Regions from separate parts of the Mus musculus genome. Here all the other regions are linked to region 1. A link is a contact called in public HiCAR-type and promoter capture Hi-C data. All regions are on one chromosome and are shown on one strand. The core of a region is the stretch at or near the end of the contact, and the rest is flanking DNA. Distances in the headings are between cores, read along the strand shown.

The links. Promoter capture Hi-C pulls out the DNA fragments that hold promoters and counts their contacts. HiCAR-type assays count read pairs that join an accessible place to other places.
Region 2: a contact with region 1 is called in a promoter capture Hi-C map of neutrophils, with 7 times the contacts expected there. The contact joins the promoter of Adat1 here to the promoter of Rfwd3 in region 1. A contact is called at or near these places in 4 of 39 promoter capture datasets (the C10 cell line, liver, neutrophils and 1 more), 6 of 484 Hi-C or Micro-C datasets (CD4 T cells, embryonic stem cells and epiblasts), 1 of 115 datasets of contacts at active chromatin or transcription factors (embryonic stem cells) and 1 of 9 other capture datasets (liver).
Region 3: a promoter capture Hi-C map of pre-B cells shows a contact between it and region 1, with 4 times the contacts expected there. The contact joins the promoter of Gabarapl2 here to the promoter of Rfwd3 in region 1. A contact is called at or near these places in 6 of 39 promoter capture datasets (the C10 cell line, erythroid cells, liver and 2 more), 2 of 115 datasets of contacts at active chromatin or transcription factors (embryonic stem cells and memory CD8 T cells) and 1 of 9 other capture datasets (liver).
Region 4: a contact with region 1 is called in a promoter capture Hi-C map of liver, with 2.3 times the contacts expected there. The contact joins the promoter of Chst5 here to the promoter of Rfwd3 in region 1. A contact is called at or near these places in 2 of 39 promoter capture datasets (hippocampal neurons and liver), 1 of 115 datasets of contacts at active chromatin or transcription factors (embryonic stem cells) and 1 of 9 other capture datasets (adipose tissue).
Region 5: a promoter capture Hi-C map of erythroid cells shows a contact between it and region 1, with 6 times the contacts expected there. The contact joins the promoter of Tmem170 here to the promoter of Rfwd3 in region 1. A contact is called at or near these places in 2 of 39 promoter capture datasets (erythroid cells and pre-B cells), 1 of 484 Hi-C or Micro-C datasets (CD8 T cells) and 1 of 9 other capture datasets (adipose tissue).
Region 6: a contact with region 1 is called in a HiCAR-type map of fibro-adipogenic progenitors, with 4 times the contacts expected there. The contact joins the promoter of Cfdp1 here to the promoter of Rfwd3 in region 1. A contact is called at or near these places in 1 of 39 promoter capture datasets (liver), 2 of 484 Hi-C or Micro-C datasets (embryonic stem cells and olfactory sensory neurons) and 1 of 115 datasets of contacts at active chromatin or transcription factors (fibro-adipogenic progenitors).

The regions. Positions count from the first base shown.
Region 1 is chr8:111,298,473-111,302,506 of GRCm38.p6, reverse strand. It overlaps Rfwd3 (ring finger and WD repeat domain 3), which reads left to right and starts at 2,285. Exons shown (of 13, transcript NM_146218.4): 1 at 2,285-2,372. The coding sequence starts at 2,327.
Region 2 is chr8:111,990,174-111,994,207 of GRCm38.p6, reverse strand. Adat1 (adenosine deaminase, tRNA-specific 1) reads left to right here and starts at 1,906. Exons shown (of 10, transcript NM_013925.5): 1 at 1,906-2,027; 2 at 3,796-4,003. The coding sequence starts at 3,835. Kars (lysyl-tRNA synthetase) reads left to right here. Exons shown (of 14, transcript NM_053092.3): 14 at 502-769. The coding sequence ends at 600.
Region 3 is chr8:111,938,360-111,942,393 of GRCm38.p6, reverse strand. Gabarapl2 (gamma-aminobutyric acid (GABA) A receptor-associated protein-like 2) reads right to left here and starts at 1,691. Exons shown (of 4, transcript NM_026693.5): 1 at 1,542-1,691; 2 at 1,179-1,234. The coding sequence starts at 1,575.
Region 4 is chr8:111,908,044-111,912,077 of GRCm38.p6, reverse strand. Chst5 (carbohydrate (N-acetylglucosamine 6-O) sulfotransferase 5) reads left to right here and starts at 1,879. Exons shown (of 2, transcript NM_019950.2): 1 at 1,879-1,946. It overlaps Tmem231 (transmembrane protein 231), which reads left to right. Exons shown (of 7, transcript NM_001033321.2): 7 at 1-71.
Region 5 is chr8:111,874,884-111,878,917 of GRCm38.p6, reverse strand. It overlaps Tmem170 (transmembrane protein 170), which reads left to right and starts at 2,243. Exons shown (of 3, transcript NM_025781.2): 1 at 2,243-2,415. The coding sequence starts at 2,283.
Region 6 is chr8:111,852,420-111,856,453 of GRCm38.p6, reverse strand. It overlaps Cfdp1 (craniofacial development protein 1), which reads left to right and starts at 2,117. Exons shown (of 7, transcript NM_011801.2): 1 at 2,117-2,310. The coding sequence starts at 2,247.

The DNA.
Region 1 (4,034 bases), core at 1,036-3,535:
AAATTTTGGGGTGGGGTATAAATAAATAAATAAATAAATAATTTCCAGGAGATTGTTCAGTATTTGATCATGGGCCTATGTATTCTGCTATGTGAAAAGTAGTTCGGAATTAGAGAGATCAGCAGTTACAAGCACACTGCCCTTCCAGAGGACCCAGGTTCAATTGTACACATCAAAATGGCAGCTCACAACAGTCTGTAACTCCAATTCCAAGAGATCTGAAGACCTCACACAGGCATACATGCAAACAAAACACCAATGCACATTTAAAAGACATGATAAAAATCCAAAGTCTAGAGAATACTTATAAATCCCAGCACCAAGGAAGAAACTCAGGAAGATTGGGAGTTCAAGGACAGCTGGGTCCACCTGGGCTATAAGAGACTGTCTCAGAAAAGAAAAGGAATTCAAGATATATTTACGTTTCTTATCTATATTTAAATAATTTTTAAAGATTTATTTATTATACATAGGTACACTGTAACTGACCTCAGACTTACCAGAAGAGGGCATCAGACCTCATTACGGGTAGTTGTGAGGCACCATGTGGTTGCTGGGATTTGAACTCAGGACCTTCGGAAGATCAGTCAGTGCTCTTACCTGTTGAGCCATCTCTCCAGTCCTATATTTAAATATTTTACATAAAGCTAATAAAGACTTTGATGGCTAGAGTCAAATTTTCTGTTTGCTTCCTTTCATTGTGTAATTAGCCAACAAAGAGAACCGTTCAAGATTTTTCTTCCTGGTCCACAAAATATCCGTGTACATACAAAAATAAAAAAATCCTTTCTCCTGCTGGGCGTGGTGGCGCACTCCTTTAATCCCCGCACTCGGGAGGCAGAGGCAGGCAGATTTCTGAGTTCGAGGCCAGCCTGGTCTACAAAGTGAGTTCCAAGGCAGCCAGGGCTATACAGAGAAACCCTGTATCGAAAAACAAACAAACAAACAAACAAACAAAAATCCTTTCTCCTTATTTTAGCCACTCGGGACACCAGCAGCAGCTTGTTCTGATAGCAAGAAAAGGGAAAGGATAACTGTCGGTACACGGGGAACTGAAGAAGTGGCTCACAGGTAGAAAACTGGCTGCTAGTCCCCAGGCTCCGTTCCCAGCACTTACTTATTTTCTGTATATGAGTACACGGTTGCTGTCCTCAGACACACCAGTAGAGGGCACCAGATCCCACTGATGTTTGTGAACCACCATGTTCCTGGGAATTGAACTCAGGACTTTTGGAAGAGCATTACAGTGATGTTAACCACTGAGCCATCCCCTCAGCACTGTGAAGAGGGCTTTTGGGTTGTTTGTTTGTTTGTTTGTTTGTTTAAAGACCTTTAAGTAAGATTTCCTTCTTCAGAAACATGTTTGGAAAATCTTACGTGACAATTTATATTTCCAAGCCATTTATCATAGTAGTTTTCAAGTTGAAGACATTGTGCAAGATTTAAAAAAAAAATTTTTTTTTCCGACCATTGCGGACAAGTTGCTCAACCCAATGAGAGACTCTACAGGCTCTGGAACTCTGGGGACAAACTTTTAAAATCATCGATAAACTCTTTAATAAAACCTTAGGAAGAAGCAGGGGAAGTCACTTTTAAAGAATTATTTATTTATTTTATGTATATGAGTACACTGTTGCTGTCTTCAGACACACCAGAAGAGGGCATCTGATCCCATTACAGGTGGTTGTGAGCCACCATGTGGTTGCTGGGACTTGAACTCAGAACCTCTGAAAGAGCAGTCAGTGCTCTTAACCACTGAGCCATCTCCCCAGCCCCCGGGAAGTCACTTTTAACATTTTCTTTCTTTCTTTATTTTCTTTTCTTTTTTTGGTTTTTCGAGACAGGGTTTCTCTGTATAGCCCTGGCTGTCCTGGAACTCACTTTGTAGACCAGGCTGGCCTCTGCCTCCCTGAGATTAAAGGCGTGAGCCATCACCGCCCGGCCACTTTTAACATTTTTCACTCTCAGTAGAAGAGGAAGGGGAAAAAAAAAAAAAAAAAAACCAACTCTCTTCCTCAGGGCTTCTTCCCGCCGAACAGTTCAAAGGAAGGGGCGCGAGATGGCGGACTCCGCACGACTACCAATTGCAGGAGGCGCCTTGGCCGGAGGTTCTCGCCCAGAAATGTATCAAAGGCTGACCAATGAGGGCGCCACTATTTCAGCTGGCGGCGACCGACGGAAGAAGAAGAGAAGAGATTGGTCGCCGTCCGCAGTGGCTGGCCAATAGGAGCTCGCCGAGCCGCGGCTCCAGCGGGGGCGCCTCAGGGTCCAGAAGAGCTGCTGGGCGCGGGCGGAGCGGGTGCGCAGTAGGGGATGCGCGGTAACGATGGCCGAAGTCGCGGTCGGCCAGGCGTCCGACTTGGTCCCCTCAGGTGAGGCTGCTCCCTGCTTCTTCTCCGCCCTGGGGGCCTCTGGATGCGGGTGGTGGTCCCTTGCTCTGCGGCTGCTCACGGGGCCCAGCGAGGTGGGCGGAGGGCGCGCTGGGAGCTCGGCGGTCTCCTTCGGTCCGGCCTGAGGACCTCGACCTTCTTCCTCCTCCTTTCCTGAGGAATGGGGGGTGGGGGAGAGCTCGGGAGGAGCTGAGACGGGGCTCGGCTCGCACCGATTGCGGACCCTCCACGGAGTCGTTCTCCGGGTGCTTCCCGCGCGGGTCGAGCCCCGGTGACTGACTCTTTGACCCTTGTCGCTCGCTGTTTTAACTTTTATCACCGCAGCGGAACTGCGACCGAAGGATATTTTCATTCTCCTCTTCCTGCGGGGAGGCGGGCGTGGGCAGACAGGTTAGGAAACTTAACTTTGGTTCCGCAGCTACTAACAGGGCGAGCCTGGATACGAACCCGGGTCTGACTGAATCCCCGCGGGCTCCCGGCGACCTGTTTATTGGGGCAGCCGTCGCTCCCGCCTTCTGTGTTTATCGAAACCAAAGCTTAGCAAGGGTGGGGGGCAGAGGTGGAGTTCACGGTCTGAGGGCCGCTGACTTTTCGGGGCCATCGGACTAGCGTTTGTGTCACTTAAAGAAGGGGCTCATACGAGCACGAGCCCAGGATTTGGGGAACGTGTTTTGTTTTTGGATGTGTGTGTGTGTGTGTGTGTGTGTGTGATTGAGGAACTAAATTGTAAACTTTAAATAGCAGCCTGTAAGAAGCACTGTTCAGAGAGGACAGTTAAGTGCATCTAGACCTAACTTAGGCATGCTTATTTGTGACAGTCCCCCTCTGGAATCCGGACTGCTCTCAAACTTGAGGCAATCCTCCTCTCTCTCTCTAATGATGGAATTACAGTTTTGAGGAAATATGCAAGGAGTATGGGGGGGGGGAGCTATTTTTAAAAGATAATTCTTGTGAGGATGTCGTTAAACTTTAGAGCCATATTAAAAGCATCAGTTCACATATTTTTGAGTAGTGAAGAGCTTAATTTTTAAAGCCTATCACCTTTTTTGCATAAAAATTTAAAATTGATAAGATTCTTTTCTAGAAGTCTGCTAGAGTTTTAGTAGTGAACAGCTCCTGGTATATTCTTGATTGTAGCTTTTGGTTTATCATTTTGGACTTTTTTTCCTTGTGTTTTTGAGAAGTGGAAGACACGATCAGTATTATTTAGCACCAGCAGTGACAGTCAATGGATGCTGTGTGAACTTCACTGCTGTTACCTTCTAGTTGAAATCAGAACTGGTTGCTCTCTAGACATGCCATGGAAGGAAGTTTTATTTTAAAATACTGAACAGTGCTAAAAATTAGAATAAGAAAAAAAACCTGCATTTATTACTCAGGTCTAATGAATCTTAGACTTTATTTTTTAGTTAATTAAATTTATTTCTTAAGGGCTGGAGAGATGGCTCAGTGGTTAAGAGCCACTAACTGCTCTTCCAAAGGTCCTGAGTTCAAATCCCAGCAACCACATGGTGGCTCACAACCACCCTAATGAGATCTGATGCCCTTCTTCTGGTGTGTCTGAAGACAGCAATAGTGTACTCATATTCATAAAATAAATAAATCTTTTTAAAAATTATTTCTTAAAATGAGACCCTGCTAAAT
Region 2 (4,034 bases), core at 657-3,156, 690 kb before region 1:
ATTTACACCAAAAGCATCCCTTGTGCTTGCAGAGGCCAGAAGAGATGTCAGATCCCCTAAAACAAGCTACACATGGCTATGAGCCACCATGTATCTGCTGGGAACCACATCTCGGCCCTCTGCAAGAACAAGTGCTCTTAATGGCTGAGCCATCTCTAGCACCGGGAACTCAATTTTACGTTCTTTTGGCATGGGACCCTAGCAGGTTCTGTGTCCTTGTCTGGATGCGTACTTCTAGATTTTGTAACATCAGGCAACAGCAAAAGTAGGATAGTGGGGAGAAAAATCCATAGTGCCCTGTTATTGAAAGGCGGGGTCTTACTACATAGTCTGGTTGTCCTGGAACTTAACCATATGGAGACCAGGCTGGCCTTGAAGTCGGGTCGCAGAGGTCTGCCTGCCCCCGCCTCCTGAGTTCCACTGAGCCCGGCTCCTGGTGCTTCTGAACCTCGGCAGATGCTCTGCTCTTCTCAGGAAGTGCTTCTCTTTCCTCTTCTCTAGGAAGTACTTCTGTTTCCTGCCATGAAGCCAGAGGACAAGAAGGAAACTGCAGCGACCACTGAAACCCCAGAGAGCACAGAGGCCAGCCCCTCTGTCTAGAAGGCACATGCAACTATGGTGTCTGCATCTCAGCAGATCTGGTCTGAGGGAGCGATTCCTGTGTGGCGCCGTCCATCTGGCCACTGCAGTCCAACCTCCACAAGAGAGAAGAACTAAAGAAGTTCTTTTTATTCCTCGTTACCAAATAAATCATTTCTCTCTTTACCCATGCAGTGTTACTTTTTCTCCCCCGGGCTGCTGGTCTGATGAGTGGTCTAATTAGAGCTCTGTCATTGTATTCTTTTTAAGATTTATTTTTATTATCAATTGTGTGTGTGTGTGTGTGTGTGTGTGTGTGCATTTAGAGTGCAGGTGCCCTGAGGCCAGAGATGTTGGGTCCCTTAGAGCCAGAGTTACAGGCACTGTAAGCTGCCCAGCACGGAGGCTGAAAAACGAAGGTCAGCCCCATGGGAGCAGGGTGTGCTCTTAACTCCTAAGCCAACTTCTCGGCCCCACCTGCAGTCAGAATCTCTAATAAATGTATATTAATGTCTGTCTATTCAGTATGAGCCATTGTGCTGAAATACTGGAAACAACCAGAGAACAAAAGTCAAGTCACTTCTTCCATAAAAATCCCTTTTATTTTCTTTAGGGCTTGAGTGCAGAGTTGAGGGAGAACCAGACCAGATCCAGTGCAGGTTCCTTTTGGCTGGAGGCAGACTTAGACTGCAGTACAGGAGACATGGCTCAGTGCTGCAAGGGATTGATGCTCTTACAGAGGACCAGGCTTCAGTACCCAGCACCCGTGTGTCAGGCAGCTTGCAACCGTGATCCAGTTCCCAATACCCTTTTCTAGCTGCCTTGGGCATTTGCATGCACATATGTGCACAAATTGACAATTGATACAGGCACACGCACATAAATCTTTTAAAATATATACATGCATATATGTCCATAAGACTGTATTTGAAGAGCCGGGCAGTGGTGGCTCATGCCTTTAATCCCAGCACTCCGGAGGCAGAGGCAGGTGGATTTCTGAGTTCGAGGCCAGCCTGGTCTACAGAGTAAGTTCCAGGACAGCCAGGGCTACACAGAGAAACCCTGTCTCGAAAAAAAAAAAAAAAAAAAAAGAAACGATTTGAAGAATAACAATGGGTTATGAGAGAAATGAGTGAGGGCCAGGTCATCCAAGCCCATGACTGAGGTGAGAAACTGTCAGAGGATCTGCTTATAGTTCTGTTCAAAATTTTGATGAGATGCGAGCTAAGTCGGTCTTTGCTGCGGAGGCGGCTTCCTCCCCTTTGCACCGTTCCCACAGACTACAAAGACCAGCGTGCTTTGCGGGCAGAGCTTGACCGGAGCGGCCCTCTAGGGCGTCACTTCCGCTGCGCAACCTGGTTAAACGAGCGTGGCGGTAGAGGGGCATCGCGTGGAGGTTGCGGCGCGTGGATAATAGGGTGTGAGGGACTCCGGATCGGCGTCTCGGGGTTAGCTCTACACAGTTGGCCGAGGGGAGGGCGGTGGGGGGAGACTGTGAGGACCTGTGTCCACTGCTCCCACGGGGAGGGGTCTCAGCCCTGCTAGGCTCTCCAGCCCTGCGGTAGGAAGGGTGGGAAAAGAAGTGTTTGTTTGTTTTTTCAACCTTTGCACTGTTATTTTTAGCCAAAGCAATACCTGTTGTGAGCTGCTTCGTATGAAGGAGCCCTGGGGTTGTAGAGATGAATTACAGCGGACCCAAAATATCGAAACGTTCGACAACTGCGTGAATGACGTGATGTAGTTTGGACCGCTTCGTCCCCTTGTTTTGTAGTTCTAATGTGTACCTCGAATTTAATGGCAGATGGCTACCTTCATAAAATAAACTTCTGTGATGCCTATCAGGAACTAACAGGATTCTGGGATTCCTTCTAGAAATACAAGACTTCTCTGCGTTAGACTTGAAAGTTACAATCTCTGTCAGCCCCTGCCAGAATAGTCATTACCATTTACTGCAAAATGTGCCTGCATTTTGCAGAAGTCTTAGAAATACCTTGCCAAAACATCGCATCAGAGCTCAGAAAAAAAACAAACTAACAAAAAAAACAATTCTGTTGTTTATTCTACAAATGCTCTGCCATCTCTAGCCATCGCGTGAGCTCATCTACGGAGCTTTTTATATAATCGACTGAAGTCGAGCTATATCCAGTGAGCGCTAACAGCCAAGAGTGAGAGAATTTCTTCTGCCAACTGTAGGCCTCTTTCAGATCTGATCTGCATAATGTTCTGTTAGGTTGTATGGAAGTGGCTTGGTGTGCCCGTTACATTGCTTCTCTTCTGCCACCAATACAAATTTCCCAGATCACCAAATGTTGTATCTTCTGAATGCTAATCACAGTATATAGACATTTGCCTTTTTAAGTATTTATAAGAGATGTTAAATACTAGCTAGGTGGCACGTGCCTTTAATCCTAGCACAAAGGAGGCAGAGGCAGGTGATCTCTGTGCGTTCCAGGGCACCCAGGTCTACAGAGCAAGTCCTAGGACAGCCAGGACTGTTACACAGAAAAGCCCTGTCTAGAAAAAAAAATGTTAAATACTATTAGTCATGTTTTAACAGATGTGAAAACTAATTACCCAGGAATCACACAGTTCATCTGTATTAAAACTGAGATTGAAACCTAGAAAGTATAACTCCATGCCCACACCCTTAAACACAGCTGCTGTGAGAGCTTTCAGTGAGAGACTTTGGAAATTTGCTGGAGTGAGGTAGATTAGAAACGGAGGAAAAGAACATTTGTCTCAAAAGAAACCTTGTAAGGTGCTAACATGCCCAAAGCAAGCTGAAATCTGAGAGGACAGTGTAAAACATAGAATGGCCACATTCATTAACTTATCATTTGTGTTGATCTTGAAGAAATAGCTTGTCTTCTGGGCTTCACTCTTTTTTTGTTGTTTTTTGTTTTGTTTTGTTTGTTGAGACAGGGTTTCTCTGTGTAGCCCTGGCTGTCCTGGAACTCACTTTGTAGACCAGGCTGGCCTCGAACTCAGAAATCCACCTGCCTCTGCCTCCCCAGTGCTGGGATTAAAGGCGTGCACCACCACGCCCGGCCCCTGGGCTTCACTCTTCATTAAAGATGGGAAGGGAGGGAGGTTAATAAGAAAAAAAAAAAAAAAAAACAACCTTAGTCTGAGCACCGTGGGGCTTCACTAGAGATGGCTGGAGTGTTGGAGTGAGGTTCTATCTTACTACGCTGTTTCTCCTTTCTGTTCTGATAGATTTGGCTTTCTATAGTGGCCTCAGCTCCAGCTCCACCTATGTGGACCGCGGATGAGATCGCTCAGCTGTGCTATGCACACTATAACGTCAGACTGCCCAAGCAGGGGAAGCCTGAGCCAAATCGTGAGTGGACCTTGCTGGCAGCTGTGGTGAAGATTCAGGCTTCAGCTAACCAAGCTTGTGACATCCCTGAGAAGGAAGTGCAAGGTGAGAGCCCCTTTCTTTCTCCCTGTCAGCA
Region 3 (4,034 bases), core at 442-2,941, 640 kb before region 1:
GGAGAGCGAGCTCCAGCACTTACCCACAGGGCTTGATTGCTCCAGTCTGATGAGCAGAGTGTGGACAAGGCAGTGTGTGGGAAACGGCACAGATGAGTAAATCAATATGCCCACAGCTCAAGAAGCCCCGCTCTGGAGGCCCAGAGCTGACTGATATTCCTCATTTCTGATCTCAGCGTTTGTAAGAGAAGCACAGCTACAAAGCTTTCTATCTTCTTCCAGAGACAGGGTCTCTCTGTTAGTCCCAGATGTCCTGGAACTGTAGACCAGGCTGTCCCCAAACTCTGAGATCAGCTGCCTCTGACCCCTGAATGTTGGGACTGAAGGCACGTGCCACCCCACTGCAAGGGTAGCTCTCTAACATTTTATCTAGGCCGATGAAAAGATTGATCTGGCTAGGGTTTCATCTGTCATCTTTTGATCCATAGATAGACCCTGTTAGAGCATTCCAATCCCCAACAACACTGGAAAGAAATGGATGAACTAAGGGCAAAGCTATACAACTACAGCCACCCAAGAGCCGACATTTTCATTTGGCCTGTTGCTTCTCTCTGAACAGTTAACATTTATCCTCCTGCTTCTCAAAGGGACTGTTTACAAGCAAAGCACTACAATAGTAAGACTTTATGTCCTTCAAAAATCAATAGTGATATCAGAAACGATCGCCCCAACTAGGGCAGAAAGCAGAAATAAAGCAACATACTTATTGATTAGAGGCAAAACGAGAGCATTTCAGATTTGTTAGTCAAACAAGGATGGCAGAATCAGGGTAAAGAGAAACTCGAAGTTAAAGGTCCAGCGTTAAAGATGACTACCTTGAAAGGATGCTACCGTATCCAACCCCAAATGCCAGTCTCCCTCCACCATCATTCCCCAAAGTGGCAGTGACCTGTTGCCCTGTCCTAGAACACGGTTCCTTACATAATTGGTGAGGGAGCCGAGAGGCTGCAAGCAGCTTGCTGCCCTAGATCGGGAGATTCAGCACTGGTGCCCCTGGACAGCACCAGCCCCTTAAGCCCCAAGCTTGGGCCGGCGGAACCCCAGGCTGTCCTCGGTCTCTGGGCTACACCTTGAGACCTTAAGTTCTCAACTGTTGCACGGCCTAGCGCGCCCGCCCGACACCTCTCCTAGACGCTAAGGGTGACAGCGGGGTGAGGGGGCGGGGAGTCCACACTCACCGGAACTCGGTCGGGGTACTTCGCTCTGATCTTCGCGGATTCCACGCATCTGTGTTCTGGGGAAGAAGAAAACCAGGCTGACATTCGCACTTGCCGGACAGCAGGGCCGCCGCTGCCGGAACCCCTTCTTCCTGTCCGCCCTTCTCCGCCCGCAACCTGCCTGCGTGCGTACGCCCCGAGTCCTAGCCCCGGAGTCCCTCGCCACAGATCCCCTCAGGAACTCCCAGCGAGATCCACGTAGGGCGACACGGGTCCGTGGGAGGCGCCAGGATGCCGGGGCCTTGGCGACCCAGCGGGCCCGGCAGGGCGGCGGGAGTGGGGGAGGGGCCGCGATCTGGGGCCCCGCAGGCCGACCGCGCTTACCCAGAGAGTGGTCCTCCTTAAACATCCACTTCATGGCGACGGGAAGCGACGGAGCCGGCTCTTCGAGCCGCGGACTTCGGCGAAGCGACCACAACAACAACGGAGGCGGCGGCGGCAGCGACGACTACTCCACAGGCGGGACTTCCGGCTGCCGGAGCCTAGCAACCTCCCGGGGCGGGGCTTCCGGCGGGCCTGGTAAGAGCTTCAGTAGGCTACGATTACGTGAGAGGGCGGAGCCTAAGCGGAGACCTAGGAGCGCTCCTGGGAATGGAGACTGACGTAGGTGGCTGGGAAGTCTGTGAGTGACAGTGGAGACTTTAGGAATTAGTGACTGGAATGGAGTTTCAGGATTGTGCATGACAGGCAGGTCATGGCTCATAGCTTGGAACGCTTGTAAAGGGCTCTGGAAGGGGAAGTCTGGGGCTTAAGGAGAAATGAATATTAATTTTTGGCTGGGTGAGAAGGCGGGAGCTCGGCATGGAGGGATAACCTGTTCCAAGCGCTGTGTGCAACGAGTACTGGTGACCACCTAGAGGTCTAGTATAGGAGTTGTTGCACCTAAAATTTGATTTAAACAAATCTCACTTCCCACTCACGAATACATATTTTAAACATTCATGAACACTTATGAACAAGTACCACACATACTCATTTAGTCAACGGAATATCCCTGATCACAGAGATTCTTTATCGGAAACTGTCAGAGGCGAAGTGCCAGTGTCAGGCGGGGAGGATTCCTGGGAGAGCTGGTCATAAGACACCCTAGGAGAAGGAGCTGGCAGTGGGAGTGGCTCGGCACTAACCCTGAGCTGTGGGTGTCACCTGCCCTAGGCACAAGCCTCGAGGTTCCACCCCTGTCCAAGTCGTAGCATAGTCATCCAGGAAGTCGGCTCTGGGTCACCATCTGTTTATGCACTGGTGAACACAGAACATGAATATGCAGTTAATCGGCCACCTGACCACGTGCTTATATGATCTGCCGCATCTGTAGAGCCAGTGTTTGAACCTTGTCATCAATCATTCCCTACAGTTGAAATTCCTGATAGATGCTGTGGCTATAACTTCATTCTGAAAGTATTTGTTATTTTCCACTGGGGGGAGGGGAGAGACTCAGTTCCCAGCAGGTAAAAACGCTTGGTGCCAAGCCTGCCAGACGGAGTTCAATCCTGAGGACCCAAGTGATGGAGGACAACCTGTTTACAAAGGTTATCTTCTGGCCTCAAGGCATTCACTGTGGCAAGCCTCCATACACATACACACCCAGATGCAGGGAAGATAATGAAAATCTTAAGGAAAAAAAAATTTAATTTAAAGAACTTTTAAAACTTTGTGTTAGCTGGGTGTGGTGGCCCATGCCTTTAATCCCAGTACTTGGCAGGCAGGTGGATTTCTGAGTTCAAGGCCAGCCTAGTCTACAGAGTGAGTTCCCAGACAGCCAGGGCTACACAGAGAAACCCTGTCTGGAAAAAAAAAAAAAAAAAAGACTGTGTCTGAGCAACTAGGTGTTTGTCTTCTGCAAAACAAAAAATGCATTGAGTGTTATGTTGCAGACATAACACAGTGCTGTTCTGGAGACTGGGAGAAATCCATGGAGCAAAACAAACAACACCCCTGCTGTAGCAGAGCTTTTGTGCCTTGGGAACAGAAACTAAATGTCAGGTGATGACAGGTGACATTTAGAAAAGTAAAACAGTGGATGACAAGAACATGAAGCACTGCTGGGGTGGAGGGCTACTACAGAAATTGTCAACTGCCAGGAACACAGGGGACCCCAAGTGGCTAAAGAAATGAGAAGGAGTGGGACGAGATAAGGGTCAGAAAGATCTGGAACAAACCGGTGTTTTGAGTTGCACAACTGTGACTTTTACCATCAGGTAACAAGAGCTTTTAAGAAGATCTGTAATGCATTCAAGCATTTTTTTTTTTTTCAAGATAGGGCTTCTCAATTTAGTCCTGGCTGTCCAGGAAATCACTCTGCAGGGCAAGATAACCTAGAACTCAGAGATCTGCCTGCCTCTGCCTCCTGAGCTCCCGGAACTAAAGAACTTTGCCGACACGCCCAACTCATTCAGACATTTTTTTTAAACGATCAGGTTAACCTGGGAGTGTAGTTCAGAGATGGAGCACACCCAGGCCTGGATTTAATCCCCAATGTAAGAAAGAGAGAGACGGGAAAGAAATCACTAGCTGGAGATTTAGCTTAGCCAGTAGAGGACAGCATGCCTGAAGCCTTGGGTTCAATCCCTAGAAACACATAAACCAGCCTGGAGGTTTATACCTGAAATCTCAGTTGTTTGTTTGTTTGTTTGTTTCTTTTGTTTTTTTGGGGTTTTTTTTTTTTGGTTTTTTTTTTTTTTTTTTTTTTTTTTTTTTTTTTTTTTTTGGTTTTTCGAGACAGGGTTTCTCTGTGTAGCCCTGGCTGTCCTGGAACTCACTTTGTAGACCAGGCTGGCCTGGAACTCAGAGATCCACCTGCCTCTGCCTCCCCAGTGC
Region 4 (4,034 bases), core at 630-3,129, 610 kb before region 1:
TGTGCAAAAATTGTACTGAGAACTCAATGATGTTTTATAACTTTCTAATTAAAATATTCCAAAAGAACGTTTCCCTTGGCTTCTGAACGGCAGGGACCCTGGGTGTGTGTGGGGTGGTGACGGTGGAGAATAGGGAGAGAAGAGCTTCCCCGTGGTTCTGACTGACTGACTTTAATAGCCGTCCTCTGCCAGTGCCCTGCCTAAAGACGCTGGCGCTTTTGTTAGGTCTTTGGCAAAAGTCCCCTAGTAACAGAAGATTTTTTTTCATTGGAATCCATATGGCAAGTGGGAGGCTCAGGCTGGAAACTTACAACTGTGTTTGGTGAGTATCAGCTTTTCAGATCAGATGTTGGGTGGTTCTAAGCCTACTTGGCACAGAATGGCAAAAGGAAAAATAGTGGAAATATATACAGAATTGCAGCTGAGCTCTAACCCAGAGTCTGAGTTGATTACTCATCCCGGGAAGGTGGATGGGGAAAGGTCTGATTTTGTCACTTGATCCGTTCAGATTCTGTTTGAGTGAGGTGAGGCCTGGGTCCCCCCTACTCTGTTCATTTCTCCCCCCCCCCCCCCACTTCTTCACATTCATGCATTTCAAAGTAAGTTTTGTACATTTTTGGCCAGGTAAATTCTAAAAGTGTCTCCTGGAGAAAATATGTAAATCTCACGAGCCTCGATTAAACTTATTTAATGTTATGGAAACAGGGTCTTGGAATGTAACCCAGGGTGGTCTTACACTTCAGGTAATCCTTCTGCCTCAGTTTCTCAAGTGCTGGAATTAATTACAGGAATGATTCACCAAACCTGACTTTAAATTTTTGTTTTACTTTTCAAAACAGGGTTTCTCTGTAGCCCTGGTTGTCCTGGCACTCACTCTGTAGACCAGGCTGACCTCGAACTCAGAGACCCACTTTCACATCCCGTGTGCTGGAATTAAAGGCCTGTGCTGCTACCACCCAGCTCTGAAGAAAGTAACCGCCATCTAACTTTACCCAGAAGTTAGTAGACAGCATTCTCTTAGAATGCAGCTATTTATTTATTTATTTGTTTATTTATTTTTGTGCTCATTGTAGCTTCCCCGCCCCCTGTGGTAAATACCACTTCTTTGAAAGTTATATATAAATCTTCATTGTTGGTTTATTTCCTTAAGATAGATTCAGAAAGAAGTTACTAGCTCAGAAAACTCATGGTCATGGTTAAGGATCCTAATTTTATCTTGCCAAGCCGCAAGCCCGGAAAGGCTCCCAGAAGGGACTTGAACCCCCACCACGGATTTACAAATCTCCCACAAAGCCCTGCCTTCTGCATATGCTTGGGCTCTGCCCTATTACTTGTTAAGAGGAGAAATCTCTTTTCTGCGATGTGTCCAGTGTTTATCTGGACCTGCACCTCTGGGTAGAGGCGTGTACCCGAAGGGGATGGCAGCTGCAAAAACTACCTGTTCCCTCGGCCCCTCCCGACTCCGCTGTTGTTTAGGAGGCATCCTGGTCCCCCTGGCATCAAGGTGTCTGTTTGGATAGTTGCAAAGATGCCACCCTCAGAGGAGGGGGCAAGATAAAGATTCAATTTCCTGCACAAGGGCCTTTTGTCCTCTGGAAGCTTCTTCCCTCGGGACAGATATTTTCGGTCCATTAGTGGGGCCGAGCGGTGGCTCTGCCAGCAGGCTTGATGATCCATCCACCCCACCCCGTGGGGGGCGGTCAGTGTTCCGGGAGCCCACCTGTGTCCTCCACCTTCCTGCCCTCGCCCCCCTCCCCCGCCCCCGGGCGTGGCCCACCACGGTCACGCCTGGGAAGGATAGAGGAGCCCTAGGCCAACTGGCTGCCTCCTTGCTCCGATCCCGCCCTGGCTCCCGCCGGCGGCCCCAGGCAAAGAGCCACCACCGACTGAGCGGCTCTTTGTGTGCGCCCTGGGTGCGCAGCGCAGAAGCGCAGCGGGCAGCGCAGGTAGAGCGGGGCCGGGACGGGGGAGGGGACGGGGTGCCTGCTCCAGGGTGGGGGGCCCGGGTCTTCGTGATAACTAAGGTTAAGGATAACTAAGGACTCCTGCACCCCAACATCTCGTTCTTACTGCTCTTCCGGGATTCCTATCTGGTTTTCTCCAAGTGTTTCTTATATGTTAGTACCCCATCGGTGCCCTCTAGATTCCCGGGCCGATGTCACTGGATGTCCCTTCTTCGCTGTGGGATCGTAAGAACGGAGTCTGTCCCCGTGGATTCCCAGGGAAGAAGGACTGCTTGTGGGGTAGAAATCGGAAGGGACCAGTCCTAGGAGTCTTTGTTGAGCCTGGGGAGAGAGCGGTTCTCCTCTGGGCGGCAGGGCCAGTTCGTGGGCAAACTCCAAGCTTTCGGGTATAGATGAGTAATCAGGTCTCCAGGTGGGATGTTCCATTTCAAGGAGGGATTTGGACTGAACTGGAGACGCAGCTCTCGTAGCTCACCGGTCTGACAGCTTAGCCAGGCTTGGTGGCGAGAGTGAATTGTGTATAATGTGTGTCATAGTGACAAGTTATGGTTCGCAGGGCTCTTGGAAATGGTCAGTCCGCCAGGGGCTTCACCCCTCCTTTCCCTCTCCCATCCACTAGTAGTGCATCATTTTAAGCTTGCTCAAGAGCTTTGTCACAGAATGCTGAAGAAAAAAATTAGTTTGCAACCAGATCTAGAATTTGGGTCTAGTGGCTTGGCTTTTCGATGTTCAGTCTTGGACACAGCAGTGGGTTTTCTTGGCCGCAGTATGTGCTGTGCGCACCCCAAAAAATGTTCCTTTCTCTTTCCTCCTAATACATAGCAGGAAGGGGAAACAAATTCAATTCCCCCCACACTTCGGAAGGAGGGCTTAAGGGTTCTGGGATTTGAGGCCTGATTACTTGGTACGGTCCAGGCTGTCACTGTAGCCCAGGGTGGCCTGGCCTCCAACTCATAAATTCTGGGATTACAGGACTGTGTTGCCATGCTCTTAGCTAAATACACCAAATGCTGTCTTTTTTTTTTTTTTTTTTTTTTTTTTTTTTTTTTTTTGAGACAGGGTTTCTCTGTGTAGCCCTGGCTTTCCTGGAACTCACTTTGTAGACCAGGCTGGCCTCGAACTCAGAAATCCACCTGCCTCTGCCTTCCGAGTGCTGGGATTAAAGGCGTGCGCCACCACGCCCGGCTAAATGCTGTCTTTTTAAAGATGAGGGAATTGAGGCTCGAACACGGGGGGGGGGGGGGGGGGGGGGGTAGGGGGGGAGGCTGGGGCTAGGCTGACTGGAAGCCCGGGTGCAGAAAGAGCTACATACAGGGAAGAGAAGACAGTGGGTGGGGTGACTCGTTCTAGTCTCATTTTACGAAGGAATCTGACATAGGCTATGAACCCAAAAGCCAGGCTTCCAGCCATGATTTCTCAGTCTTCTGTGTTGTGTGCACTTGTGTTTTCTCTGCCTGTACTAGCTGCCTTTTGTTAGAGTCAGAGGGTCATCAAAGTCTGTCTGGACTGCTGTGCTAGGGGTTTTCTTATGTGAGGAATTTCTCTTAGGTTCATAGAATAATATAATTATGACTCAGATCACAAGATCACCTGACTAGTGGTTTTGTTTTTTGTTTTTTGGGGTGTTTGTTTGTTTGGTTGGTTGGTTTTTTGTTTGTTTGGGTTTTTTTGTGGTTTTTTTTTGGGTTTTGGTTTTTTGGTTTTTCGAGGCTGGGTTTCTCTGTATAGCCCTGGCTGTCCTGGAACTCACTCTGTAGACCAGGCTGGCCTCGAACTCAGAAATCTGCCTGCCTCCCAGGTGCTGGGATTAAGGGCATGCGCCACCACTGCCCGGCTAAGACTAGTGTTATTTTAAGTGCTTTAGAAATATGAGCATCCCCGTCTTGAGTCGGAGCCCGTAAGTTAGGGATACTATGTCCTCTGTTTTATCAATCTAAAGTAAAAAACAGGCACAGAGAGATTAAGTAACCTGGTCCCTCCGATGGAACAGGGTCCAGCTTCTAGCCTCACTGGAGGACACACGCCATGTAGATTTGCACAGACAGGAGTATACTGGATGGTACTGACAGC
Region 5 (4,034 bases), core at 994-3,493, 580 kb before region 1:
GATGACCAGAAAAGGCAAATACTCAAAAGTCTCAAAGTACATTTTCCCTACAAAATATCGATGCTTTGCTTTCTAGGTCCTTCCATTTGGCTGTCAAACCACCAAATTTTCATGTCTATATAGGCAATCTACAGATTCTCCCTGGAAGGCTTCTTAGGGACCTTTGTGAAGTGCTGGGGATCAAACCCAGAGCTGCAGGCATATGAGGCAAGGCGTCTCTCAGAGCTATAACCAACCCAACTTTAACTTCTTTCCTTTGGGAGGGAGGTGAACATCTGGGCATTAATGGATATAGCACACTTATGGGAAAGGGCTGTTGGCATTGTTCATGCTATCCTGTAAAAGCAAAAATCCTACAAAATCTAAAATGCTGACAAGATGTCTAAATATACTGAAAAACAGTTGCTGTAAAAGGTTTTAAAGTTATTGATTTATTATATATGTGTATTAGTCTGGATTCTGCAGAGGGAGAGAACTTAAATATTTATATTTATTAATGAATATGTTAAATTATTTATTGAATGTATCATATATATATATATATGTATATATATGATTTATAGAGTGGCTTACAGGAAGTGGTCCAGCTAATCCAGCAATGGCTGTCTACTAATGGAAGGCCCAGAGTCCAGGAGTTGTTCAGTCCATGGGGCTGGATGACCCCGCTGGTCTTTCAGTATACACTGGAATCTCTAAATAGGTTCTAATGCCAGTGTCTTAGTTTGGGTTTTACTACTGTGAGGAGACACCATGACCGAAGCAACTCTTATAAAGGCAAACATTTCATTGGGGCTGGCTTACAGTTTCAGAGGTTCAGTCCATTATCATCATGACAGGAAGCAGGGCAGCAGGCATGCTGGAGAGGGAGCTGAGAGAATCTCAGCAGGAGAAACTGTCTCCTCCGCACTGGGGTGGAGCTTAAACACTAGGAGACCTCAATGCCTGCCTACCCAGTGGCACACTTCCTCTAGCAAGGCCACACCTCCTAATACGTGCCACACTTCGCATGGGCTAAGCATATTCAAACCGGTAGATGGCGTGGTTCAGATCAAAGGTGGATTTTCCACCTCAAAGATCCAGATTATAGGTATTGCTACTTTAAATCCCTCACAGGTTTCGCCAGCCATTGCGGTTTTAGTTCATTCCAGGCGTCGTCAAGTTTACAACCAGGGAGAGCCATGGCCATATGTGTGTGGGAACCTGTGCAGGTCAAAGGACAACTTGCAGTTATGGGTTCTCTTTTACCACGTGGGCTCCTGAGATGGAACTCAGGTCACAGCTCCTAAAAGTTTCAACTTCTGTGACTTAGAGAATTTCTGGTCCTTTTTTTCTTTTTGGTTTTTCGAGACAGGGTTTCTCTGTATAGCCCTGGCTGTCCTGGAACTCACTTTGTAGACCAGGCTGGCTTCGAACTCAGAAATCCGCCTGCCTCTGTTTTGGTCCATTTAAAAAGTCTTATTTTTGCTTGTTGGTTGTTCGGAAGTTGAACCTACAGTCTTTTGTTTTGTCTTGTATTTGCTTTGGTTTTGGTTTTGACAGAGTTTCTCTATGTAGCTCTGGCTGTCCTGGAGCTTATTCAGTAGAGCAGGCTGGCCTCGAACTCAGAAAGCTGCCTGCCTCTACCTCTTGAGTGCTGAGTTTAAAGGCACGTATCACCACCGCCCAGCGAACCTATAGACTTTGACAGGCTAAGCAACTGGGGTTGGAATCTAGGGATGTGCAGCTAGGCTGGTTCTCTGTCAATACATATTCAGTCCTACAGAGAAATTTGAGTAGGCTAGTGGTCACTTAATTTTTATTTTTGGTGATGTATCCTTGTATACTATTTTAAAATGTATGTGAGTCTATGTGTATGTGAAGGTAAAAAGACAACCATGGGAGTTGGTTCTCACCTTTCACCATATGAGTCCTAGGGATGGAAGGCAAATCCTTCATGCTTGGAGGCAAACACCTCGCCTCTACCCGCTGAGCAATCTCACCGGACTTGTCCTACTTAAAGGTGGCACTAAAGAGGGCAGAGCCCAACACACCCAGATGGAGCAGAAGAAACTTGCCACTAGGGGCGCAGCATGCCGTGGGTTTCTCTAATCGAACGCAGCGCCAGGGGGCGGGAACAACCGTTACCCCGCCCCCTCCATCTGCGGCGCCCTGTGATTGGAAGGAGAAACGATTACTCTAGCAGCGCCGTTGGAGTGGGCGGGAGAAGAGGGCCGGCCAAAGGTGACGCCGTGGCTGCGGAGGTGCGGTACTCCGCGGCGCGGCGGGCGGTGGATGGCGGCGGGATGGAGCGCGAGGGGAGCGGCGGTGGCGGCGGCTCAGCCGGGCTCCTGCAGCAGATCCTCAGCCTGAAGCTCGTGCCGCGGGTGGGCAACGGGACCCTGTGCCCCAACTCCACTTCGCTCTGCTCCTTCCCAGGTACGCCCCGCCCCGCGCCTGCGCACTGCGCACCTGTCGCCTGCCTCCCAGGGCGAGGCCGAGGCAGCCCTGGAATCGCACTTGGGGCGACGGCTGTCCAGTCCTAGTGACTGCTAGTATCCTTCCTCTGAGAGCCTGTGTGCTGACGCTGTCCTCTGACTCTGTCCTACACCCACTTTCCCACCAGCCTGCTCAGACCTGTTGCGGATTCCCCCACCCGCACCTAGAAGAACTTAAGACAGAACTTCTAAATTGCTCTTAGCTCTTACCCGGGCTTCGCCGCCTTCTGCCAGGAGGGCTTTTAAAGTTACATTTACATTGTAGAACTGCTACAATTCAGAAAGTTGTGGAGAAGAGAATGATCCCCTGAGGTTATTAATAAAGGCCCTCAGGGGAGGGCATGATTGCTTTGGGTTTTTGAAGGCAAGACGACAGAGGCGGGGGTGGGGTGGGGTGTGGGGGGGTAGGGGTATTAGGACACTGCCGCAAAGAGAAACTAACCCAGTGACGTTGTAAAAGAGGATGACGGGTGGGATTGCTGACTGCAACCTTCGACCAGACACCTGTGAGTCTCATCTACTGGGCAGCGACTGCCAGGCGCCTCTCGGTGGACACCTGGGACCTGCCTGTGTAGTAGCTGACAAGGTGGCTGCCTTTTTGTTTTGTGGCAGCTGAAGATGTTAGCTTGTGATCCTGCCCACAAGAAAAGAGTCTGGGAGTTCAGATTGTTTCCAGAAGTACTAGTGTCCCACCTGACAGTGATTACAAATAAATACATATATAAATAAACAAACAAATCTGAAAGTGATTACAAATAAGTAAACACACAGACACACAGCATTCTGGCGACCTTCTCCAAAAGATGAAGGGTTCTTTCTTTCCTAGGATTCAGTGAGTCTGTTCTAACTCATTTTCTTACTTCTCTCCCAACTATTAAGGAGATTTCCAAACCTGAGAAGGCGAAACAGAGAATAACAAGTACCCATATGCTTAGTTCGGGTGGTAAAAGTCACATGTCTACTTAAAAGCTGAGGCTCATTAGGCACTTGTGAGACCATCATAGGTGGGGTTAGGTAGGCCTAGATGGTAGGCTAGATTATGGGGCCACAGTTGTATATTTGGCTGGTGTTGATGGATGTCTCATGCAAAGCAGGACTATTCTGGTTTTACAGCCTTGGTCACATCAATGTGCATGTGTGTACACATCACAATTTAACTTCCTGCACTGCGGAAGACGAGACATTAGGATTCTTGAGCTCAAAACTTCTGAACCAGGGATGTGTGTCCTGTCACTGTCACGGTGCCCCCAAGTCAGATCACTTCTAAAATCCATAACACGGATAAAGGGATGTTATTTAAATAGGCCTTATTTAAATTTTTCTCTAGTCAACCAAATAGCTTTTTTCTTAAAAACAAAAAATTGCCGGGCATCGTGGCGCTCGCCTTTAATCCCAGCACTCAGGAGGCAGAGGCAGGCAGATCTCTGAGTTCGAGGCCAGCCTGGTCTCCAAAGTGAGTGCCAGGACAGCCAGAGCTACACAGAGAAACCTTGTCTCAAAAAAAGAAAAAAGAAAAAAAATTTTAAATATATGCATGTGTTTGGGTGTGTGGATGTGAGT
Region 6 (4,034 bases), core at 868-3,367, 550 kb before region 1:
ATAAATCTTAAAAAAAAAAAAACAAAAAACAACAACAAAAAAAGTAAGAAGTAAAACAAGAACCAAACCAAACCAAACCAAAAAAACCAAACTTGATGCCGATGTTCGGCCGTACTGCAGGATGCAGAGGGTCAGCTAGCCCACTGTGGCTAACCTGCTCAACTTTGGCTTGCTTCCTGAAAACCAAGGGACACATAGGTGGTGCTTATTCTGCTGGAGAGGAAGAGCGAGACACGTCAGCATCCAGCGGTTCTACCCCAGGTGTTCGGTTCTCGCGGCTTGATGAGGAGATGACGTGATGACGTAAGCATTTTCCCCTCCCTCCCAGTCCTGCCTGAAAATTTGCATCATTCTTTTCTGCTTTGTTTCCTGCCTCATTCCTTTATCTTTTCTTTTTTTTCTTTTTTAATTATTTTTTAAAAATTGAGTATCACAGCGAGGCACAAACCCAAGTCTTTAATCCCAACACTCAGGAGGCAGAGACAGGCGGATCTTTCAGTTCACCGCCAGCCTGGTTTACATAGTGAGTTCCAGGACAGCCAGAGCTGCACAGAGAGACCCTGTCTCAAAAAATCCTACCCCTGCCCCTCTAAAAAAGAGTATTACTATGTAGTGTTGACTGACCTGGAACACTTTATGAAGATCAAGCTGGCCTTGAACTCACAGAGATCTCCCTGTCTCTGTCTCCTGATTGTTGGAATTAAAATCGTGTGCCATCACCACACAGGGCTTTCTGCCTCATTCTGTTAAGCATCTCAGCATAAGGGCCAGAGGAGGTGACATGCTTAAATTTGAGGGCACAATTAAGCATTGGGTCACATTCTTCTACGTCACCTTCCCCAGCCCCCTTTAGATGTATTCCACACTGATATTTTGACGGCTGTGAACTCTTAGGCTGATTCCCATTGCCATCCCATTGGTCAACTCCCACCAGGTTTTACCCACTCATCCAGAGCATTGGTTGGTCCTCCCGATGTCTCTGCTAAAATTTCCTATTGGTTGTTCCTACGGATTTCTCTGCTAAGATTTCCTCATCTTCCTCCTTCATGTGCTCCGAGAGTTCGATTATTCTCAGTACAGTATGCATTATATTCTCATCACAGTTTTAAAAAAATGTGTGTATATATATATATATATAAAGGCGTGCGCCACCACGCCCGGCAGAAGGTGATTTCTGAGGGACTAGGGGCATGGCTCAGTGGGTGAAGGTGCTTGCTGCACTGTACTACATACATGCCTGGTGCCTATTGAGGTCAGAACCAGGGCGGTAGTGAACCGCCATGTTGGGGATGCTAGGAACCAAACCTAGTTTTGCTGCAGAAGCAACAAGTACTGTTAACCTTTGGGCCGTCTCGCCAATCCTCACATACTCACAAATTTAACTGCTTTTCCATCCATCTTTCCCGTTGTTTCAAAAGTGTCAATCTAGCACTTTGTGTAGTGGCTTCCCTCACAGATAAGCGGATTTCCTTTTGTCTTTTAGTGATTATCGGATTGTTGATTCATTAATGCTGAACTTACTGCCAACAGTACTTGTAACTCAGGCCTGAATGTAGCTTACTTAACAGGCCGAGTTTCTCAGGAAAGAGCGTCGCAGTCTTCTTGCGCTTAGAATATTAGACAGAGTTTCGGTAGTGTTCTTGGGAGCAATTTTAGGCAGAAAAAAAAAAAAAACAAACAAAAACAAAAATGCAGGGAAAAGGCACAAAAACTGCATTAAAGAATTCGATTCTAGCGAGAGAATTGAATCAAAAAGGCAGAGCCTCAGCCTTGCTCAAAAGTTGATGGGAACTTTAGCATCTATCTATTCAGCTTTCAGTTTTTACTCGCTGAGCATATCCGGGAGCGACATTTTAATCTCTGATTTTAGAGTTAGAAAAAATATTAGCTTGTGAGCAAATTTCAAAATAAAAAGACAAGTATAAAGAGAAAGTACTATTTCCGCAGATAAGCCATTCTCCATTAAGGACGCACGGTACCGTTGAAAACTACAAGCCCCAGCATGCATCGCTTCTGAGAGGTGGGGGTCCGGAATCCCACAAGGGCCCGGTGAGTGTAGACTGACCAATCGCAGCAGCCGGAAGTGTCGTCTCTGACCACGTGGCACTGCCTGCGCATGTGCGCTCGCCTCTAGGGCGGCCCTAGCTGCTGGTCCTGTACCCCTATGGTCTCGCCCTATATCTAGCTTCGCTATTTTGGGGCAGTGGCCGCAGTCGTGTGGGTAGCAGGCCCCAAGTGACAGCAGCATGGAGGAATTCGACTCCGAAGACTTCTCCACATCGGACGAGGATGAGGACTACTTGCCGTCCGGTGAGCGATTCGGCCTGAGGCGAAAGGAGGGTGGTTTCCACGCTTCACACCTCACTCGAGACTCTCCCGGACGGTCCCCAGGGCGTGGGCCTCGTGATCGCGAGGTCCCCACGGCCCGTGGGCTCCGGAGTTCGGGTTATCAGGACCCCGGCCCTCAGGCGGCCTGGAACACGCATGTGTCGGTTCTGCATAGCTGCTGTCCTGGGCCGCCGCCCCCTCGGAGCGCGGGAACAGGCGCGTGAAGCCCGCAGGCTGAGCGTACTACCTACCTACCGGCTGGTTCTGGAAGCCGACCCGGACATTGGAGATTGTTTTTAGGGAATTGCCAGCTTCCTTCACGTCCGAAACTCAATTGTCCGCCTCTGGGTTCGGAAGGGATCGGCTTGTTAGAAAGTTGATGTGATAATGTGTTTTCCCTCTTTGCAGGAGCTACCCATCGTCCTCTTTTAAGAACTTTTTCAAAAGTTTTATTTTTAGAGATTTTATGGCACGTATATCAGTGTTTTTTCCTGAATGTCTGTCTGTCTCTGTACATCATGTGTGTGCCTAGGGCTTCTGGGACTGGAGTTACAGGTGGTTGTAGAGCTGAGTCGTCTCGCCAGCCCCTTATTATTTTTGTGTATGTATGGCGGTGCATTCAGGTGGCCAAAGAGGACAGAAGGGGGTATCGGGTCCCCAGGTGAAGGAGTTACACTCAGTTGTGAGCCGCCCGACTCTGGAACCAAAGTCAGATCCTTTGGAATGAAGCGCACACTCTTTTTTTTTTTTTTTTTTTTTTTTTTTTTTTTTTGAGACAGGGTTTCTCTATAGCCCTGGCTGTCCTGGAACTCACTTTGTAGACCAGGCTGGCCTCGAATCCACCTGCCTCTGCCTCCCAAGTGCTGGGATTAAAGGCATGCGCCACCACGCCCGGCTGAAGCGCACACTCTTAATGGCCTAGCTATCTTTTTTTTCTTGGGGTGCGGTAGAGGAGCACACTAAGAATCCAGCTTATGCGAGGTCCAGACAAATCTTTTAAACATTTATGTGTGTGAGTGTTTTGCCTACATGCACATCTATTTGTATGTATCTACATGTATATTTAGTGTCTTCAGAGCCTAGAATAGGTATTAATATCCCCTGGAAGTCGAATTATAGACGATTGTGGACCCTTGAATCGGGGCTAGGGATTGTAAGTGGACCCTTTGAAAAAGCAACCCGTGTTCTTAACTTCAGCCAGTATGTCTTTTTTGTTTTGTTTTGTTTCGAGACAGGGTTTCTCTTTGTAGCCCTGGCTATCCTGGCACTCACTCTGTAGACCAGGCTGGCCTTGAACTCAGAAATCCGCCTGCCTCTGCCTCCCGAGTGCTGGGATTAAAGGCGTGCACCACCAATGCCCAACTACCAGTACATCTTAATACCAAAACATACTCCCTTCTCATCTTGTACCTTGCCCTGGCTTAGGCGTTTCCGTAAAGTTATTTATTCCAGTGTAGTTGCTTAGGCGAAAAGTAACTCTAGGCGTTGTGGATAAGAAAGCTAGCTGTGCAGCTTAAGATCCTGAGTTCAGATGCCCAGCACCCACAGAAAAGCTGGAGGTATCTTGTGGGTGCCTCTAACTGTGGCCTTTTGAATGTTGACAGGAGCAATCCTCGGATCTCACTGGCTTAGTGAGCTTCTGTCCAGTGAGAAACACTGTCTCAAAAACATTAGGTAGGGCTGGAGAGATGGCTCAGTGGTTAAGA